Linked DNA regions of Bombyx mori: region 1 is linked to region 2. Evidence: chromatin contacts called from public Hi-C data. All regions are on one chromosome and are shown on one strand. The core of a region is the stretch at or near the end of the contact, and the rest is flanking DNA. Distances in the headings are between cores, read along the strand shown. Region 1 holds the start of LOC101739820. Region 2 overlaps LOC101746286 (putative inorganic phosphate cotransporter).

Region 1 (6,152 bases), core at 2,181-4,680, 43 kb after region 2:
TTCTATATTTACCACCTTCTTTCCAAATTTAGCTTCGGGAACTGTTGCTAAGCAAGGTGGATTTATATATTACTAGGTGACCCGGCAAACGTTGATTTGCCATATAATTTATTTATAGGAAAGATAAATAATTTAAATACCGTCTGCAGCGCCATCTGCCGGGCTGATTCGTGAATCTAAACCATCCAGGGCGCCACCCAAACGCATACCAAAAAAATCGTTCAAATCAGTCCAGCCGTTTAGGAGGAAATCAGTGACAAAAACACGCACAGAAGAAATATACATATATATATATATATATATATATATAAAGATAAATGAACACTATGTACCTTTTTCGATATTTCTGGCCCCCAATAAAGGCGTCCGTTCCGTTGTCGAACCACTTTTTCCAAAAGACGGCGGATCTAAACTATTTCTGGACGCAAACAGTTTTACGATACCAGCAGCATTTATCATATTAGATCACAATTATTCCAATACAACACATTAAATTAGAATTTCAACTTTTTAATGCACTCAGAACCGATTTTGTTCACATAAGTAGAAGCGTGTGAACACTTTACAAAGATTGGTACCGAACTGATATTGAGTTCAGGAACTGCTTGACAATTTGTGCTTAATCTAATTGAGTGATAACAGTACATTATGGACTGTAGAGTCCATATTACCGGCAGATCAAAGCCCATTTATATTTATTGTTTTAAGATAATTGAGTAATTTCGTTGATTGATAATTACAACAAACAAGAGAAGTGTTTCAAGATTTTAATTGTAGGTAGGTACACTTTTATGTATGTATACAATGTTACAACACGCAAACATTTTGCATTGAAATAAAGGATATAATTCATTGTCTCGGGAAAATAAGGCATAATAGCGAAGCTAAGCTGATTTGACGTTCATCTTGATTAAAAGCAGCATGAGAAGAAAATTTGTTAAAAATAGTTCTCAAGCGTCACAATTTACCATTACTATCTCTCTGCCAAACACTTCCTGTCCCCGACATTAAATCCCTAATTTTATTGGCAGTAAGTAGGGCATATTATAAGCTAAAATGAATGGCCGTCTAAAATCTGCCTATCTTTGCCGTAAAGCATTAATACGTTTTGGTCTAAGCTGTAGGATAGCCGTATTATAATACAAATTAGAAATGAGATTTCTACTTCTTATTTTAAGGCGGGCTGTAAGATTCACTTTATAATATACCTATAGACTCCAGTAATCACACAATATCGAATGAAATAAAATAAAGACAGAAAGTAAAAGTAAATTTCCGTTGTGACGACTGTTTGCTGGAAAAACACTGACCATCGATCGTTCGTAAACAAGCAGTGAGGATACACCGGATAACGTTATTGGATTATTAATTCAATAACGCATCTACGCTACTTACCTGTGTGAATAAACACTTCCAAAGACTCCATTAAAAGGTCAGAGAGTTGTTAATGATTATTATACACACATTACTTGATTTTGAAATGCAATCTAAAATGTTAAGTTTATTGAACAGTACTTTGAGTGACTGAACCTCAACCCAGCGTTAGGATTCCGATATTTAAAGGAAATATAGCCGAAGCTCTCTAGTAGTATTTTAAGGATGTTTTTTTTTAATTCGTTACTAATAATATGAATGGAGAATCTATTTTAAAAAAAAAATATCGCGTGTTCCGTTATTTTCACTTTATTGTATTTTGGTAATAAGGTGACCCTGTATGGAACTTAGATACATACGTACGGTCAGTGCAGTATTCGCTCACGAGGCCCGTATCCACATAAACACCCTCCAAACACCGCTTTTGCAGGATAGCCATTGGAGCATATTGGCATATGAGGAATATAGATCTTCATGACGTATTAGAGCCAGAAACAATCAGTAAGTATCTGAAGACAGTATCAGACCGCTTCTTTTTTTTCCTGCCTAAGTTGATGATAGCCTTGAGAGGCTATGTCAGCGTAACCGGCCGAGTAGGTGAGCTCACGGTGCCCAAACCGGGAGTGTTGCTAACACTGGCCCTAGCAAGAGCAGTGCTTCGCAGAATCTACCACAGGATCGGAAACGCAACCCACTAAGAAGATTCGGCGAAAAACACAGGGGGCTAACGCTTCTTTAAGAAAATAGGACAGCACGAAAAACCCTTTATCGTAGCCGCCACAAGTTCCCAGACAAAGGGGGGCAACAAACAGCCGCCGTCATCCTAGACATGACTTTTCGGAGTCTCGGCATCTACTTACGTTGCTTTTAGGTATTCCAGACAACGGCCACCGTTCTCGTCGTACTCGTCAAATGCGACCAAGAGTTCGACGTACAACTTAACCCATAGACTGTTAATGTTAGGAAGCTCTTCTTTTTTCCTCTACCTAATTACCAGTAGCCTCAAAAGGCTATTATTATCCAGACTGGTAGGCTAGCTCACGGGGCTCAGTTTGAGACACTGTGATAAGATCTGCCCTAGCAGGAGTAGTTTTTCCCGGTATCTACCACTGGATAATTTCCTTTCAAATAAAACTACAAAATAAACGTCCTATATAACCTCAGAATGACGACAGGAGCCTAAGTTTTAGTAAGAGAATAAAATATTTTAGCAATAAAAACCCTAGGAGCACTTGGTAGTAATGCCTAATGTAATAACAATGCACACAAGGAGTCAATTTGAGTAAAATGACACGGTTTGTCTCGATTTAACATTAAATATGAATGAGCGCATTGCTACTACCTTTATAAAATTCAAAAGAAAATCATTTATCTATTTGCTTCAATTTGATAGAATATCTATAAAGCAGTAACTTTGCTTCATTTCCTATTTCACTGTAGGTTTGTCATTTTAGGTATCTAATACGCCTTAGCGACATTAGTAGACATGAAATTGTTTTTGTGGATACTCTTATGTTTTTCTATTAATTTTGCCGAAATAATTTATCCAGCTGAGCTTTTAATGCTTTCTGACGTTATCCATAACGTAAAAAAAACAAATGTACTAAGTTCAATACTGTGTTGGCAACTGAGTAAGATGTACACCTTTTGACATTGTTTTTAAATGTGATTAAAAACGATATATTAATTAAATTGCTATTATACTCTGTAATTATTTATAAAGATTTAAATGAAATAGCGTAAAGAGAGGTTCTGGGTGAAGCTTTTGACACATTAGTTTAATGTTTGCAGGTACACAAATTAAGCTGTACTCAATGCTACAGAGAAATAGTAGTGAAGGTATTTTTATACAATCAATGGATGATATAATGGATTATGATAAGTTAAAATTTGAGCATCAAGAACATCAGATTTTATTATTGGTGGATTTGAGATGCCTGAATCAGAGTAAGAATATGGCAAAGGTACTTAATAAGTAATACAAAATAAATATTGGAATTCATTTATTATAACACTGTTTAAATCATTACGATTTCTACAGATAACTGATTATCTACAATCCGGTGCACCGTTTCGATGGATCTTTATTAGTAACACTGAAATCGAAAACCTCATTCCACCAGAAAACACAATAATGAGAATGAACATTTTACCGAATACCGAAGCTTTATTTATTCAAAGAACAGATAATAGATGCTACGAAATCAGTATGGGTATTGAAACAAAAAAATTAAAATAATATGTATTCAGAACTTTTAATCTAGTAACTAAAGTTATCTTTTTTATGACTTCAGTTTACAAAATCGGAACCGAGACTGCATGGAAAACAGAAAAGTACGCTTATTGGAATATGAGTGGAGGTTTTCAGAAAAATACCAACATTAATGAAGTTATAGCTGTAAGGAGACGTGATTTGGAAGGATACGAGATAAAAATTTGTTACGTTTTGACGGACAACGATAGTATTCATCATTTGAGTGATGAAGTGTATGTAAGACGATAATTTAATAGACTTTAAACTAGGATATTGTGTTAATATAGTTGCTTGCCTTGCCATATACGAATTTAACTGCCGTAGATTCATTTTGAAAGAATTTACGTGCCACATAATTTGAACTTCTTTGAATTACTCTAAAAATATAAACTTAAAAAAAACTTTAACGGACTAAATCGCTGATAAAAGTTTTCTTAATTTTATTTTTTTTTCTTATTTTCTTCTTTGGTTTTCTTAATTTTATTTCTTACAAAAGCCTACGATTTTAATTTAAGGAATGATCATATTGATACGATAACTAAGGTCAATTTCCCAAGCACCAACCATCTGTTAGACTTTCTGAATGCTGAACGAAAATATGTTTTTGTTAATACGTGGGGCTATCGAATTAACGGCACTTGGAATGGACTAACTGGATTTTTGGTAAACGGCGATGTTGAAATTGGAGGTATGAAAATTAAAATAGAAAATAAAACAGTTTTCTATTCCCCTTAAACAATTTTTTTTATTGCTTAGATAGGTGGACGAGCTCACAGCCCACCTGGTGTTAAGTGGTTACTGGAGCCCATAGACATCTACAACGTAAATGCGCCACCCATCTTGAGATATAAGTTCTAAGGTCTCAGTATAGTTACAACGGCTACCCCACCCTTCAAACCGAAACGCATAACTGCTTCACGGCAGAAATAGGCAGGGTGGTGGTACCTACCCGTGCGGACTCACAAGAGGTCCTACCACCAGTAAACTGTATTGACTTAATTGACTTAATAAACACAGATCCTTCCACAAAATAATACATGGAATAAAAGTATCATTATATATCCATTCCATATAGCATTACAAATTAAACTGTGAAAATTTTAAAAAACTATGAATAGTATTTTGATTTCAGGGTCACCGATGTTTTTCACTGCAGAACGTACAGCGGTCGTAGATTTCATTTCGAGCCCTACACCAACTCGCTCGAAATTTGTATTTCAACAACCAAAGTTGTCGTATGAAAATAATTTATTTTTACTTTCATTTCGTACAGCCGTCTGGTATAGCACTCTAGCGTTAATCTCCTTAATATTCACAATGTTGCTGGCCGTTACAGCTTGGGAATGGAAGAAGATGTCCCAAATCAAAACGGTAAATTACATATTACTTTATTTTTGGGTTTTACCAAAACAAATTTTTAATGACATCTTTTCTTCAGAGAGACATCGATGCTGGCGTACTTAGGCCGAGCGTTACAGATGTTACCATGCTAGTTTTTGGTGCTACTTGCCAACAAGGAAGTACCGTTGAATTAAAAGGTAATCATAAAACAAAAGAAAAACACTGATAACGCACACTAATCAAATTTTTAATATCTAGTCCACTTACATAATTTTGAAAAGAAATGGAACCGAATGTTTGTAATCTTGGAAATTTTCTTCTGACCTTTTTTCTCTTTACTTTTTATAGGTTCGCTCGGTCGTGTCGTAATGTTAATTCTTTTCCTGACCCTTATGTTCCTGTACACTTCATATTCAGCAAATATCGTTGCTTTACTTCAGTCCAGTTCATCCCAAATTAAAACACTGGAAGACCTTTTGCATTCCCGATTGAAATTCGGTGTACACGACACAGTTTTCAATAGATATTACTTTTCAGTAAGTAGTTTTTATTGTAATTTTTGTTCTTTTACTGACCATTGAAATGTTCGATTAAATACATTTAAAAAAATAATCAATTGGTACTCCCTAATTAGAATATGAATACTATTCTTGTAGACTGCAGATGAACCTGTTAGGAAAGCAATATATGAAAAGAAAATTGCACCCCCAGGTGTTGCACCTCAGTTTATGTCTATGGAAGAAGGTGTTAAGAAGATGCGTAAGGTAAAATAAATCTGCTTCCTATGTAGCTATTAGTAATAAGTCAGTTATTAAAATGTTAGAAATATGCCATGGACTTAAACGGCGATTTGAAAGAAATGGAAAACCCGTCCATTTCAAAGATCTGTTCCCAATGTATAGTGTATTTTCCGAAACAGTAAAAAAATCCTAAATGTGTCATCATCACTAACTGAATTGAGTCTGTAAAACACTAGATAGCCAAAATAAAACACAGTACATCACATCCGTACTCACATTTCCACCAAAAACCCAAAATATCAAATGCAGTCTCTTCGAGCATTAGTATAATATTATTAATTAATTTAAATAAAATTAATAACATATTATTATATTATGATTTTTTTACGGTAGAAGTAGACAGGGGTGTTACCCAAGCTCAAAATAGACCCTACCACTAGTGT
Region 2 (6,939 bases), core at 392-2,891:
TAGATTTCAGATATTTTTTTAAATGATATCGCTTATTTTCCTATTTTACTTCATTGAAATCGATTTTCAAGTGGATTACATAATTGTCTCTAAATAAATGTATATAAATAAAATCTATTTTGATTAATTCGTTGATCTAGTGTGACCTTATTGACTATTGCATCCGGCTTTGATTCCCGGATTTGTGGATATTTCCTGTATCCAAAACAAAAAAGAACATATTTCGTGGCCTTGAATTAAATATGAAAAGTTGTTAATAACTATCTATTATAACAGAGTATGATTAAAATATTATGAATTACTTAAATTAATACTTAAATATTTTTACTATCACATAACACTGGCTGGTCATCTAGAATATGATCACCAATTCACAATAATATTTCTAACAACGTTTATGTAGGTACCTACTAGATGTATATTTATAAATAATAAAAGACCAAAAACTATTTACAAAAAAACGCACTTTAACTCTAATGTAGGTAGGTCTGCCTACATAAAGTTTAAGAAGCGAGTTCATTAGTAATATCAGTCCTAAATTAAACTAGGTAATCTGTGGCTTAGGAGTCTATACTTAAAAATATTAAAAAAACGCACGTCTGATTTTTCCATAAAGCGTTTACGTAAATCATTCTAAACAATGCGTGCGCCATTTTGTCCTGCACTCGAAATTAGAAATGGATCTAGTTGAATTCCACATGGAACCAACAACAACAGCCTCTATTCGTATAAACAAATAGTTTCCTAATTATAACTTTACTTCGGCAGTGACCGTTTGATTAGTATTTGCTTCGACTTCTTGCTGCTTCTTTGGATCTTGAGCAGTATTGTTCCACCACTGCTCATCGCCTGACGCCCAGGCAACGAATACTAGATTTGTTACAATGAATACGGCGAGAGCTATCCAAAACACCAATCGCCATTGCACTAAGGTACTCTGAAAAAGAAAGTATGTTTTTTCTTATAATTAATGCAACAACCTACTTATTTTAAACGTCCGTGGCTTAAAGAATATGACCATCGGTACATTCGTGTCGAGAGATCTGACTGTCTAATTCAAATTAAGCGAGCACGTAGATTCTTCCTTAGAATTAGTTATCACGTATTGACAAGTGACAATTACATGATGAATGAATTACATAATGTGATAAAAAAGAACTCAGCAATAAATGGTCGTCCGGAGTATTGTCAGTACGCAGGTACTTTCCACCATCCTGCCTATTTTTGCAGCGAAACCATCGCACGCTCGTTTGATTATTCATTAAAATTGACACGTAATGTTTTAGGGTCAATGGCGGCATTTATACAATAACTTAAAATCATAATAGTAGCGAGATGGGCAGATCAATCGTAATAAAATAAAAATGACAAATAAAAACTTCAAAGCCATTATTGAATATTTAAGAATGTACGTAATTTTATTTTCACGACCCCACATAATCACTAAGAATGAGAACTAAATCTCTGGTACGATATTTGGTACAAAATCAACCTAACCTGAATTCTCAGATTTTGATTTCAGTGAATTAAAAGTGTTACAGGTGTTAACATAACATTATTATTACCCACATGACCGACAAGTGACAACATAACCGAGTAACCTACAAAACTACAAGCCAAGTTGCGAATCACAGGCCATCAATCAACACAAAACATGTCACTTACATCAGGTGTCAGAAGGCCCACTAAATACGGCGCGATGATGCCTGTTATGGCCCCGATACCGTTCACGATCGCCATTATAGTGCCCGCGTAGTTGCAGCTCAGGTCTAGAGCATTTACTTTCATTCCTGGATAGAAGGCGCCCATCAGGCCCATAGAGGCAGTGAACAGAATCACTACCGCTTCTGTATTGCAGCCTGAATATGAAGCGAAAATCATGCATATCCCAGGACCAACGGAAGCTGCAAAAAAATATAATTTTTATTTGTTGTTCACTAATTACGATAACAACAGCAGCGATAGGCAGTGGATCGTCTTAACCCATAGCGTTAAAAAAAAAAAAAAAAAAAAAAAAAAAAAAAAGGCAGTGGATCGTGCCCTTGGCATTATTGAAGTCCATCAGCGACAACAACCACTCGACGTTAAAATCAAAGAATTACAAATTAAAAAAACACGCGTGACACTCGGGGACTGCCGCGGTAAAGCTATTGCATAGCATTTTTTATCAACTTATGCAAATATAATTAGACAATAATAATTTAATATTAAAACAATAATAAAATAAGACCACGCTATATTTATAAACATCAACAAAAGCAAAACATTAACTGTCCCCTTCATAAGATAGACCGCGCGAGAGCGAGATGAACAGACTTTTCATGATGCGCATGCACTGTGACGTCACGCCGCGTGCTTATTCACAAACACTATACAAGTGCAACGTGTGAATGTGTTGTACGCGAGCTACATGGTAGGCGGAGTGGGGGTGTTAGGTTTTATTTTCGTTACGGAATTTCTTGATTCGGTTGCCGCGCTCGAAGACCGCGATAAAAGCTATGCAATAGCTTAGAAATATCTCAATCTGCCCAGTATGTCAGGAACATCACGATCCTGCTCGAATAGAATTTAATAGTTAATCCAAGTTAGTTAAATGGACCAATTAAGTCAATCGAGTGGACAACATTCAATTTGTCTTGGAACTCCCGTCCGTGCTACTAACTATAGGTATTTGTTAAGCTAGGTGTTATTTAAGTGTATCTCTATAAAATCCTCACCGATAGTGGTGAACGTCTTTCTAGCGTTAGTAACAGTCAACCAGTTCCTTTTCACCATTTTGTCACAGATCCAACCGAATACGATAGAACTTATCCACATTACAGCGTAAGGCAAGGCTGCCAATGTACCCGTGCGATGGATGTCGAATTTCAAAACACCTGTCATGTATTTAGGCAGGTCTGTTACCATTGTAAAATATCCATAATCGTGTCCAATCTGTGAATAAAAACGAATGAGTCCATAGATGAGCGATGAGAAATGAGTCAAGAGATAATACTGTTGTTCAAATAATTTTGGTATCTAAATGAGCCATCCTTAATGATTTAGTCAATAACTCTGAAATCATCAGATAAACGTATTTATTTTAATACCCTAGTATTATGCTAGGAATGTATTATTTTGTGAGTACTCAACTCAACAGATTTACTGAGCGGTTTACCTAAATTTTTATTTGAAGCCAAACATTTAATTCGGTAGTAGTAGTAATAGCTGTAGCTTTTTGAAAAACAGCCACCCTTGCGTGCAATTTCCTGTGGCCATTCTTAGCCAAATTAAACTGTAGCAAGGATCCATTTTATTCTGAGCCTACCTGGTGCGATCACAGTAAGATAAGAAGAAGAGTAAGATTGCCATACCGAAATATATTTTGAACACAAAAAAAGTAGAAATCGTATAGAAAATACCTGCGCACAAACTAACGCCCACAGCGGTACGGACATAAAGATCGGTTTCCAGGGAATGGCTGATGGTTGACTGGAATGATGCCTACCGAGAGCCTCTTCTAAATATTTTTTTTCTTTGTCCGAGATAAACGGATGCGATTCTGGATCGTTGTAACATAACAATGCCTGAAAAGAAAAGATGCTTTATAAAATTATTTACCAACTAATCTTCAAGGAGGTATCTATTAATCTCTATTAACTATCGGTCAGGTACCATTACAATTTCGAAAAACAAAGATTTCCTATAAAACAATTATTTCAGTGCGACTCACCCATAAAATAAACCACAAGATTCCAATGGCCCCGAAAAGGTAAAACACACATTCCCACTCTCCGGTTTCCTTGATCACCAACCCAGAAAGATATGTGCCGGCAATGTTTCCAATTTGCGAACCACCAAACACGAGAGAGCCCATACGACCTCGTTCAGATACGGGAGCCCATCTGGCTAACATCGCGTTTAAGGCTGGGAAGGTCGTGCCCTAGAAAATAAATATCCATATAGAAGTTGTGTTTCACGATGATTATATAGTCGAAGTTTGTTTTTCCATTTCATTAAAACTTACTTCTCCAAGACCTTCCAGTACTCTTAAGATAATTAGTCCAGTAGCACCACCGGCACTGACTGCCCAGGGAGTGAACAAAGTGAACACAGCAGTACTAAGCACACCAAATCCTAGAGAGTATTTTCCGCCGAATCTTTCTGCTAGCATGCCTCCAGGCAGATGAGTAACTATGTACCCGTAATAAAACGAGCTTAAAATTATGCCTTGTGTCTCCTCGTCCCAGTCGAAGCCCGTAACTTCCTAAAATATTTTAACATAAATAAATTTGGTATACTTGGCTGCGTCAGCGTCATCAAACTGTTCGGCGTTTCGCGTTTGCAAAAATACCAATAACTCTAGAAACGAAAACATTATTTAAAAAATCCCGTAATTTTAATTAAATTAAATTTTTTATTCGTATTCTTTAATTAATAAATTATTTAACATCTTTAAAATGCACTGTATTTTATATGTGGTACGGAATATTGTAAGCCTGCATGGACTGTTACTACATTCCTCTCTATTTCTGATAACCGTTCTACAATACAATTGAGACTAGGACTTTGTTTTTTGTGGGTACCGATAACCACTTTTCAACATAGACCGTCGTATCCCACTTCGACAAAGCGGCACGACACGAGAACCCTCTCATCGAGGCCGCCGGTAACCGATTAAGGTTAAGGTTACGCTGAAATAGCCTCTCAAGGCCATCAGCTTAGGTAGGAAAAAAAATGGACCGTGAGCTTGTCCACCCCTCTAGAAGAAAATTAAAATTCGGCTTACTTAAACGAAGTGCTAATTGTAAGGTAACTTACCGCGGCTTCAGAAGCCATGTCATGAGCTTCACCCGGACAGGACCCTTCTTCGTATTCTCTGGACTCTGCGTGCCTCCTCACCATTTGCGTTATGGCGATGTTCAGACACACTCGCATCGTGTACGCGTTGGCTACCGCCAGGAAACCCATTATTGCCATCACCCATCTTTGTGGTATGAAGAATACTGGAATAGAATAACCGATAAGATAACTGATTCGGTCATTAAAGAAAAAAGAAGCTTGAAAAAATATATAAGTCTTCTTTGGAATTAACTTCTCTCCGCAGCTTTTTCTTAACGCTACGGCGTGTTTCATTAAATCAGGTAAAGGAGAATATTTAAGAGTTTGACTATGGCGTCAAGGGCATTGACTTTTTTATGCAATAAAAACCTTAAGAGATTCATCTTGAAGATTTTTAAATAGGTGTTTTAAAAAATCTTCAATATCCAATGTATAACATTAAAAACATAACCTAGTAGATACTAAACATAAAAAAGAAACATTGAATAATAGAACTAAGGGTCTAACCAATTTGCATCGAGCAATTTCCTTAGTTATTATCATAAGTAACAACGTGTCAATGACCTTGACTTTGTTGTACAATACTGCGTGAAGAATGCAATTGAGTCATCGTGAAAGACTTAGTTCGTCGTTGCGATTTTGAAACTACCATTGTTATCCTAAGGTGTTATCGCTGAACGAGGAAATGCTTTGACTAATTATTGTTGATGCAGACAATCTTAATTACTGAAAGTACCACCGAGTTTTTTTTTCCAGCACGTATTTCCGCAGTAGTTAATATTTCAAACCATTGCGGGATTATTATAGTCATCATCAATCATGGGAGGCCAACGCGAATCTAGTCCTGAAACTGGTTCTGATTTTATAGCCATGCAATAGCAATAAAAGAACACCGCTGCATAATAAAAGGAAACTAGTAATTTGAGTTTTTAGCTACTGGAGCACGCTCATGTTGTTATCACAGTCTTATTTCTGCCGGAACGGAAACAATTTTTCGCTTTTGAAGGATTTTCTATTTGCTAGTCGAAATCACATAACCGATCTCATTCTAGTATTATGTTGTAGTAGCTATTTCATTATATCAACTGATAAAACGGAATTCTTCTAGTATCGTCCTGGTGGTAGGACCTCTTGTTAGTCCGCGCGGGTGGGTACCACCACCCTGCCTATTTCTGCCGTGAAGCGGTAATGCGTTTCGGTTTGAAGGGTGGAGCAGCCGTTGTAACTATACTTGAGACCTTAGAACTTATATCTAAAGGTGGGTGGCGCATTTACGTTGTGGATGTCTATGGGCTCCAGTAACTACTTAACACTAGGGGGGCTGTGAGCTCGCCCATCCATCTAAGCAATAAAAAAAGTGATCAACGTTTATATGAAATTTACGAAAATTAATACTAGTTACGGCAAAAAAACTCTTAAACTCTCTTTAGTTAACAGGCGGTGAATTGTTAAAAATGCGCCCGATGTCTTTTCAGAAACCGATTGTAAAATGATTTAAAGCGTTCAAGGCTTAACAGATTTCACAAACTTTTCAAAAGCATTTTTTTGTAATTTATATTTGTTTTTTTTTTTTCCTACCTAAGCTGGTAGCCTTGAGAGGCTATTCCAGCGTAACCTTAACTAGTAGGTGAGCTCACGGGGCTCAAACCTGACGACGTTGCTAACACGATCCCTAGCAAGAGCCGTGCTACACAGAATCTACCACCGGATCGGAAACGCGACGCACTGAGAAGATCCGGCGAGAAACTCAGTGGGCTGTCTGAAGGTTAATTTACTCGTCGAACCCGTCGCTTGCGACGAAGGGCTCGAATGGTGACCGGTGCTTGAAGAACCTAAAAGCATCGTTAATGGATCGGGAGGATCCGAAATGACGTTTTTTGGGCGACATCGACTGCTTTCCATTCTTTCCGCAGGATCGGGAATGTAGTTGCCGGCGGCCACGATGAGAGGGTTCTCGTGTCGTGCCGCTTTATCGAAGTGTAATTTATATGGGTCGCGAACAAGTACATCAAGACTCCTGGGCTTTGTCTATGGGTATAATTCTAAAAATTAAGTCGAATTGTTAGTCAGGGCACTTTGACTTGAATCAAATTTTAATGAATATTCTTTTAAGGAAAT

What was found. Hi-C and Micro-C count contacts between places; a contact is called where the count stands out from the background.
Region 1: a Hi-C map of whole pupa shows a contact between it and region 2, with 2.2 times the contacts expected there. The contact joins the promoter of LOC101739820 here to the enhancer-like site in region 2. A contact is called at or near these places in 3 of 7 Hi-C or Micro-C datasets (midgut and whole pupa).

The regions. Positions count from the first base shown.
Region 1 is chr17:6,724,434-6,730,585 of ASM3026992v2, forward strand. It overlaps LOC101739820, which reads left to right and starts at 3,431. Exons shown (of 16, transcript XM_062673341.1): 1 at 3,431-3,587; 2 at 3,669-3,861; 3 at 4,144-4,316; 4 at 4,761-4,999; 5 at 5,067-5,166; 6 at 5,318-5,505; 7 at 5,626-5,733. The coding sequence starts at 3,509.
Region 2 is chr17:6,683,635-6,690,573 of ASM3026992v2, forward strand. It overlaps LOC101746286 (putative inorganic phosphate cotransporter), which reads right to left. Exons shown (of 8, transcript XM_004925812.5): 2 at 4,801-4,985; 3 at 4,007-4,246; 4 at 3,713-3,922; 5 at 3,402-3,566; 6 at 2,718-2,934; 7 at 1,666-1,904; 8 at 1-937. The coding sequence ends at 749. Among protein-coding and RNA genes, the nearest start is that of Mir2775a, 6.1 kb to the left of the region's middle. Within about 2 kb of position 1,642, at least 3 of the 8 cell types and tissues checked have open chromatin away from gene starts, as enhancers often do.